2 separate regions of the Columba livia genome follow, and region 2 is linked to region 1. The links are chromatin contacts, called in public Hi-C maps. All regions are on one chromosome and are shown on one strand. The core of a region is the stretch at or near the end of the contact, and the rest is flanking DNA. Distances in the headings are between cores, read along the strand shown. Region 1 holds the start of TSC22D1 (TSC22 domain family member 1). Region 2 overlaps TSC22D1 (TSC22 domain family member 1).

Region 1 (4,276 bases), core at 1,689-4,188:
ATACTGCAACTGCTGCTGCTGCACAACTGGCAGAGTCTGCACGGGCTGTGCCGGCTGAGAATACGGTAGCTGCTGTTGAGCCATACTTTGAATGGCAGGTTGCTGGTGGCCCAGAGATGGGGATACACCTAGTATATTAACTGGGGTTGGCTGAACCCCAGTAACAGTGGTTAGACTGGCCTGTGCAGGAGGTTGGACCCCTGGCTTCTGCTGTGGATAGTTTAGTTCTTGAGAATGCAGCTGGACTTGTGCAAGCTGCGATTGAGAAACACTCTGTGGTATACTAGATGTTGGAATCGCCGGAGGAGCAGCACTGCTAAAATCCATCTGCTGCGGACCCACACCTTGAAACGCTTGCTGCTGTACCACAGTAGGTGCTCCCATTTCTCCGCTTCCCACACTTTCTGTATAGTGACTCAGTGTGCTTACATTGCTGCTAACAGAACTCCCACTGGTGCTCTCCCTTTCAGAAGTCGCTTCAAGCGGGTTTTGTTTTATCGTCTCTACTGCTTTGTTTACTGCTACTCCTTCTGAAACCGCAACAGTGTTTTCCTTATCATAGAATTCAGTGCATGTCCATCTACCTTTTTTGAAAGGTTCAGAACTAGAATCTAATTTTACAACCCTAAACCTTGAGGTGCCAGATGCAGGCTGCTGCTGGCTTGATCCTGCTGCCATTCCTGCAGTTGGATTAGTAACGTTGTTAATGACACTAGAGGAAGCACTCGTACCATTGCCAACACCACTCAAGATATTCACATTAACATTGCTGCTAGTTCCAGACAAAGCATTCACATTACCAGTACTCGTGATGTTGCTTAAATTTATAGTACCAAGCATGCTGCTTGCCACGCTAGAACTACCACCACCCATATTATTTAAGGTACTAGTTCCAGTAGCAGGACTTACACCTAAATTGCCAGGAGTACTTGTAGTGCGGATATTAGACACGACAGATGCCGGGGAACCAGTGGATGATGCAGCAGAAACTGGTGCAGTTGATATAACATTGTCAGAGCTTCCAGTTGTTGATAGTTTTCTAAATGATGGACTGGGCGGCGGTCCTCCAGAAACCGGGGCACTGCCCACCCCAGGATGCGATGGATGATGGTGTCCATGATGGTGGTGGTGAAGATGGTGGTGGTGATGAACATGATGAGGGTGAACACTTCCATTGATCACAACACTCTGCTGAGGGTGATGAGGCAGAGGAACATGCTGCTGAGGAAGATGAGGCTGGTTTGGAGAAACAGCCCCAGGAGTTTCTGCCTCTTGGAAGTTATTTAAAGTCTCTTCAGAGGAGCTCCTCTCAGGTTCTCCCAAGTCAGTAGCCCTGGATAAAGAAACATCCAAGATTTCTGAAGATGACAGGTCTTCAGTGTGGGACTCATCCAGGTCATCGTAGCTTTCCGTATCCTCAGCTATGCTGTTATTGGAGCTCATACTGGCTGATATTTGAGCAGGGGTCACGCTGGTAATTTGGAAGCCACTTTTCTTTTTCATTTGAGCTCCAGTCTGTGCAAGAGGCTGTGGCTGGAGCTGAGACTGCGAGAGGAGGTTCAGGCTTTGTGGAGGAGGGGGTGTCGGCTGTGGACCCGCTGATGAAGATGCTGCAGGAGACGGAGGCGGCGGCTGGACCAGCAAAGGCGGCTGATAATCCTCAGCAGAGAGGGCAGCGCTCCCAACGCCGGTACCTGGTGCAGTGGGAGCAGTAACGCAGCTGCTGCTACTGCTGCTGCCCCTTCTAGGAAACATTGCCGGGTGCGCCATCTTCCTAGCACTAATGTCTGCGGCTGAGTCAGGCTGGTGCATTGTATCGGGTGTATTTTAAGGGTGCATTCCCCCGGTATGGAGAAAGACAGACACACACACACATACACACACAGTTAGCTTAGCGCCCGCGGCGGGCAGAGACACCACGCACAACCCCCCCGGCTCCCGCAGAGCACGGGCTGAACCGCCTCGACACCGCCGCTAACCACCCCCCGCCCCTCCCCTCCTCCTCCGCCCCTCCGAGACAGGGAGGGGGCGAGGGCCGGTCCTCCGCCGCCTCTAGATTAGCGCCTCTGAATGTGACACTTCCAATCCTCCGCCATTCACTTTCTTTCTCCCTCTTCCCCCCCTCCCCACCCTTTTCATTCCACCTCCACCCCCCTCCTCAGCCGCCCCCCGACTGCGCCTCTCCCGGAGGAAATGCCCCGCGGTAGCCGGCCGGCCCCGGGGGGCGAGCCCCGTCCTCCCCGCGGCTGAGCCGGGCGCCGCGGCTCGCCGGCAGAAACGCCCTCCCCACGGCGGCCGCCGCCTCCTCGGCGGGGCGAGGGCAGCCGGCGGGCCCTCAGGGCAGCCCGGCGAGGCGGCCGGCGCCCCTCGCCATCACCGCTGGAGTAGTAGGAGGAGGAGAGCGCAGATACGTACAGGACTGGCGCACAGCAGGGCGGCAGCGGCAGGCTGAGCCGGGCAGGGACATCCCCGTCAGTGGCAGCCATGGAGCTGAATCATTTTGGGTATTAAACAGACGGAATAAAGAGCAAAGAAAAGCAGCAGCAGCCCAACGAGAGAGTCCATGAAAGGAGGAAGAGAGGGGGAGCCAGCCAGGCAGCCTCTCTCTCCTCCCTCTGTGTCTGGCTGTCTCTGGAGAAGGCTCCGCTCCGCACGCTCTTCCTTCCCCCTCCGCCTCCTCCCCCTTTATAACAGGCGGCTCCCGCTCTTCCTCCGCAGAACCGCGCCTGAGATCAGTCCTCCTCCCGCCTGCGCGTCTGCCCCGTCCTTTCTTCCCTCCGGGTCTCTCCCGGCTTCCCCGCCGCCGCCGCGGGTCTCTCCCCCTCCCGGCCCCGTCTCCTCACGGAGCGCTGTAGGAGGGCGCTGCGCCGAGCTGCAGGGGGGAGGGGAAAGCTCGCCAAAGGGGAGGGCAGGCGAGAGACAACGTAAGATGGCGGCCGCGGCGCATGCGCGCCCCGCTGGCAGACATAAAGCCCGTCTGGCCGAGGCTGACGGAAATAGACTCGGCTCGAGTGGCGGAAATTGCCGAGCGCTGCCGAGCCTGGGGAGGGGGATGGGCGGGGGTGTCCCCGCGTGGCGGCGCTCCTGGCTGGGGAGGGGGCGCCGGGTGGGGGCACAGCGGTGGCCGTGGTGGACAGACAGACAGACAGACAGACAGACAGACATCTCGCTCCCTGCTCTCCGGTCGCATTGCTTCCCCCAGGTGCCCCTCTTTGCCGGGCCCGCAGCATGACTGTGCCTCACATGACCCGCCGCCTCCCTCCCCATCCCCTCAGCTCCGCTGCAGATTTATTCAAGTTATTCATCACCTTCTCGTTCTTCCCCTCCCTCCCTCCAGAATATTCCTGCCCGTTCTCTTTTCCCCACACACGGAGGCGCCGCGCTCGGGGGCTGGCTTCCCTTTTAGTGCCCCGGGCAGGGGTCGCCGCGTTTGACTCCCCTCGCCCCGAAATGGCCGCCTTCTTTCTCCCCCCCTTCCAGGCGTTCAGCCGGGCGGAAAGGCCCCCGGGGCGGGACGACGGTGTCACCGGGAGGTGACTGGAAGCTGCGGGCGCTGCCACCGCGGCGCTGACGGGGCGGGAGCGGCGAAGCCGGTGCTGGGGCGCGCACTGAGGCGGTGCCGGGGACGCGGGGCTGTGGCGGGGCGGGAGCGGCACTGGCACCGGTGCCGCGGGGGAACGGCGGCCGCGCTGAAGCGCTGCTCCAAAAATGATGCTGTTCAAAGGTATTTTTAAGTTAACAGATGGAATTGAGGTGAAATCACCGGCATCCTGCCGGGCAAGAAAGACCCTCGTGGCCCTCCTCATAGTCAGCTGGCAAAGCTCGACGAGTCTGCCGTGGCAGCAGTACTCTACCTCTCCCCTGTCCCAAACTGAGCTTCTCCTCATCGTGGAGCAACAACAGTCTGATCTCTGAAGAGGCTCGATGCATATAGAATGTCCTGAGTTGGAAGGGACCCGCAAGGATCATCAAGTCCAACTCCTGTCCACGCATATGACAACCCCAGAGTTCACACCATGTGTCCGAGGGCATTGTCCAGTCTCTTCTTGAATACATGGTGTCCACCAAGAGATTTTTCCTTTGCATCCTTGCAGCTGTTAGCATGCATACAGCTGTGAGTACCCAGCAGGTATCTCTTGGCCACACAAGCCTGATGGATTCACGCCATGGGCATCACTCCAGCTCTATTAGCAGGACCGTCCAGGAGTGCTCTCAGAGTGCATTAGATTGGGGCATCCTCATTTCCTGTGGAGCGGGAGACAGGTTTGTACCTTTT
Region 2 (4,379 bases), core at 1,160-3,659, 64 kb before region 1:
AAAAAAACAAAAAAACAACAACAAAAAAACCACACAAACAAAAAAACCCTGTTTATTCTATCACACCACACTGTAAGGAAAGCTGAGATCCACAGCACAGAAGATGATCAGTCTGGCACCTTTAACAAAGCCAAAGACAACAGAAAAATAATCGTAATTTTTAAAAGAAGGAAAAAAAAATATCACTATATATCATCCTAAACTGCATAGACTAACCCTAAAACCACCATATGATCAGATATTTTTACATTTAGTTCAACGCCTCAAAAAAAAGTGCTGAAAACCTAGCAATAACCATTGCTTGCAAGAAGAATAACTGGATTATGATTTTTAAAGACCTGAACCTTGGATACCTTTTGCTCTGCAACTGAACAAAAGAAACTGCAACATTCTCTTAATTCTGTTTTATTATTTATTTCCATTATTTTCTTGCCATTTTCAAGACAAAATAGATAGTTTTCAGTCTCAAACTGCTGTTCGTGCATAAACGGAAGTTTTTACTAGAATTAAAAGGTAGTCCACATAGCACATCTTTGTTTTTAAAGGAAATGGTTACTCATGCTGCCTTGAGACCTCCCTTCATTCACCATTTAGATGGCTGGTTTTTATTTCTTTAAGGCCCCTACTCAATTATAGCTCAGCTGCCTATAAAACACTCACATCTCCATACAACACACGTGAAAGACAAATTATCCATTTTTGCTACAAACACTCCTCTAAAGGCACAAACACAACTTTTTCAGGTTCTTATTCTTTACTTCTGTAGCAATTTAATTTTATATCAAGATGAAACTGCCACTGATATCAGCACTGGAAATCGGCACCTAAAATAGCGATGCAGGTTTGTTTGTTTTTTTTTAAAAAAAGAAACACTTATCCTTTGACCGTGTACATAATGTTTGAGGAAAACCAAAGAGGTCACGCGTATTTTTAAACTTCCCATCCAGCACAGTCTACACAAAAATAGGAATCGGAAGTGCCCGACGCTTGTGTAACCAGAAAGTTCCCAGTGTCACTGCAGGAAGGCTCAACATTATCCACACCAAGCTGCCCCTGGAGGGCTCCTTATGTATGGAATTAACTTTTACAGTCACACTAAGGCAGAAAAGCCTCTCTGTTTACAACCAGGAACTTGAACAAGAAAGATTAAAAGTGTAAGTACAGGTACAGGCCACTCACTATTTTTCTCCATACAATTTGGGAGTTGTTCAACCACAATAATAATTAAAGGAGTACCGTACATGAGCGAACTCTGTTCCAATGCAATACATAACCTAGCCCTGGCAGTTTTGAAGCTTTTTCTGCCTTTCCCTCCTTCGATGGGGGTCTGTGGGCTTGGAGAGGCAGCCACCCCCCAGCCTGATACAGCTGGCTCGCAGAGGTCAGGCAAGCCACTAACAACCCCAGAACTATAGCGCTATACATATTTTGAGTTAAAAGCTGAATATAAATGAAATCTACATATGCAGCCCCAAATTGGCACTCTGCAGAATCAGTCTATAAAAAGGTGAAACAATCACCATCATACATAAATGCAAAATAGCCAGATGTGGTGTCAAAAAAAGCAACCGTAATGCTATTAGCTACTTCCACCAACCCACGCCCAGCAGCCCATCTATAAGGTGAGTGGAAAGCTCTGCCTGACTTACTGAGTACCATTTCACAAATGCCATATGCCAGCAGAGTCTGCATCCCTGGTCCTCCCCTCAACCAACTAACTCCCACTGCTGCTAGTTTGGTCAGATGCAGATACAGCTGCGTTTCCAATTACCAGCACATGCAGACACCAGTTACTTTTTACTAAAGCTGTTCTGGTTTTTACTGGCTATCAGATGATGCTCAGAGTGAATCCTGCTTCTAGTGATACAAGCTGCTTAAGAGTAAAATCCAAATCAGTAGTTCAGGACGTTAATAACTTGTGGGAAAATTAAGACCCCCCCAAACTGTGCAAATTTCTTATGTTCTGCCTATTTCCTTTGCCATGCAGAGCCAACACTGAACTCCATCACCTTTTTTCAAGCAAGCAAGGACTTGACCTTCTTCCCCTTTGTGAAGTTGTTCCTCCGATACTGCATTCAGTGCAGCTGCACACCCGAGATCAAGCTTCTGCTGAGAACAACTTGAAGTTACAGACAGTTTCTGACGATTCCCGAGGATGACACTTCCACAGGCGCACCGCTCTCGTTTAAACACGGTTACCTACCCTGTTCACGTTCATTCGACAAAATTCAAAGAAGGCCAAACCCGTGTATTTCAGCATCCCAGTCTCCTGAAGGGCGGAGGAGCCAGCAGCGACTCAACGCCGCCACCTGGTGGCCGCCGCCAGAGGGACACTGCGCTCCGCGCCGCCGGCCGGGCCCTCCGCAGCGGGAGGGCATCGCCACCCGCGCCTCCTCACCCCCGTACCCTGCGGGGGTACTCACCCCACACCCCACTGCTACGGATTTGGGGGGGGATATAACCCTCCCGCAGGCGCGGATCTGCCGGTGGAGCCCGCCCGGGGCGCCGCCGCGGCCGCCAGGGAGCGCTGTGGTCGCGGCCGCCGCGGAGGGCCCCGCAGGCCGCTCCTCCCGCCACCACCCCGGGGCCCCCACGGCCCGCCCCGCTCCGGAGAGTCCCCCGGAGCGGACCTCCGGGCTCGGAACTGCTCTCACAGACACCGAAAGCTTGCCATAAAAACAAAAAAAAAAAAATAAAAATCAAGAGATAACTCCCTAAAAATGAGATGCTGCCAGTGGTTCAAGCTCTCCTCTGTTTCTCCTGAAAACTTGTATCTTCCTGAAAACAGTCTAAAAAAGAAGACACAACAGGCCGATTTTGCCTGCATTTACACAGATAACAGCTAAAAGGGGACAGAAGTATTTCCTTTTTGCACAGAGGCCGGGCATTGAATCATTTCAGCTGGAACAGACCATCAGAATCATCGAGTCCAACCACAACCTAACTCCAGCTCTAACTCAGACTGGATTGCTGTTTGGGAGCTGTGTCAGGACAGTCATGCGTAAGACCCTCTTAGGCAGGATTTATACTATCACAGAAATATAACATTATAACAGCATATAACAGTATCCAAGCGCAGTGACAGCACTCAGAGGTACTGCAGACAAAACTCAACTTACAGAAAAAAAGCAGGTTCTTGGATGATGGTGGAGCGCAACCCCAGGATGCGAAACTGGGACCTGCAGGCCACATCTGTCCCCAACTGCTGTGCATCCCCCAGGCCTGTACCATGCATTTCCTACCTGTTTTTATACTCTCCCCTACTACAGATAACATGTCAAAGGGAAGCTTGCAGAGACACAGTCCTAGAGAAAATCCAAGATGGTAAATCTTTGCCCTGAGCCCATTTGCCATGAGCATCTCCTCTCACAGACTGCCCTGAGAAAGGGGGTGCCTCCAGGACACAGTACCAGCCCCAACAGCCAGACCCTTTCCCAGGCCACCCAGAGTCACTCCCTAAACTTTCAGGTCTAAAGAGAGCTCAGGGCCAACCTGTGCTGATTTTCTCTCCCAGTAAATATTTAAGGCTTTGTGCAGGCAGAAGAAGCCCAGATAAATCTCCCCTGGGCTCCAAGTACAGGAAGCCATCACAGCTTTGACTGCTGAAGCCTGCTTGTGAATGGGTCCAGAAACAGACAGTGATCTGAACCAGACTCAGAACACACCATGTTTTTCTTGGGAGAGTTCACCTCTAAAACTGCAGCAGATAGGCTGTAGTACACCACACTCACCAACTCAAGCTATAACAACACCCTTCCTTCCGACAGTCCTCCAATCAGCGACAAAGCCACTGGCAAGGGCAGCAAGTTACTGATGCCACATCAGAACATCCACGCTTGATGAGAAAGGAAAACAAGGTATTTCACATAAATAATAGGACATCTATTATTTTTTTCCTTCAAAACACTGAAGTGACAATATATTTAAAAACCCTTCTCCCTTCCCAACTGTAAAGCCAATGTCACATCTCAGATTAAAGTAATTCTTATATTAATTGGATCACCAGAGTCCCTCTGGTGTCTTTCTGAAAACTCCCCTAAATTTACTACTTTCCATTACTAAGAGGTCACCTGCTTACCCACAACAAACACATGTCCATGGCATTGCACCTTTATTGAGAAATGACCCTTATTCATTGTGCCAGCCATGCAGCATATGACAGGAAAAAAAGAAAAAAGTTGTTTTAGCTGAAGATGCCAAAGGGTCATTGCACTCTGCCTCCCAACCTAATCCGACTTTGCTTTTTAGCAGTTACCTTTGCGCAAATAATAAAGCAGCAAGATACTGTGCACTCAAATCCTGCCCTATTTCCAGGGATACTACAAGAAAAAACAAAACAAACAAGTCCTTGCTGAACCTGGCTTAAGAAAGTACACACA

What was found. Hi-C and Micro-C count contacts between places; a contact is called where the count stands out from the background.
Region 2: a contact with region 1 is called in a Hi-C map of liver, with 1.8 times the contacts expected there. The contact joins the enhancer-like site here to the promoter of TSC22D1 in region 1. A contact is called at or near these places in 2 of 2 Hi-C or Micro-C datasets (crop and liver).

Annotation. Positions count from the first base shown.
Region 1 is chr1:32,797,053-32,801,328 of bColLiv1.pat.W.v2, reverse strand. TSC22D1 (TSC22 domain family member 1) reads right to left here and starts at 2,938. Exons shown (of 4, transcript XM_065054314.1): 1 at 2,416-2,938; 2 at 1-1,803. The coding sequence starts at 1,770.
Region 2 is chr1:32,860,466-32,864,844 of bColLiv1.pat.W.v2, reverse strand. All of the region lies in intron 2 of TSC22D1 (TSC22 domain family member 1), which reads right to left. Among named protein-coding and RNA genes, the nearest start is that of TSC22D1, 64 kb to the right of the region's middle. Within about 2 kb of position 2,409, at least 3 of the 3 cell types and tissues checked have an H3K27ac peak away from gene starts, as active enhancers do.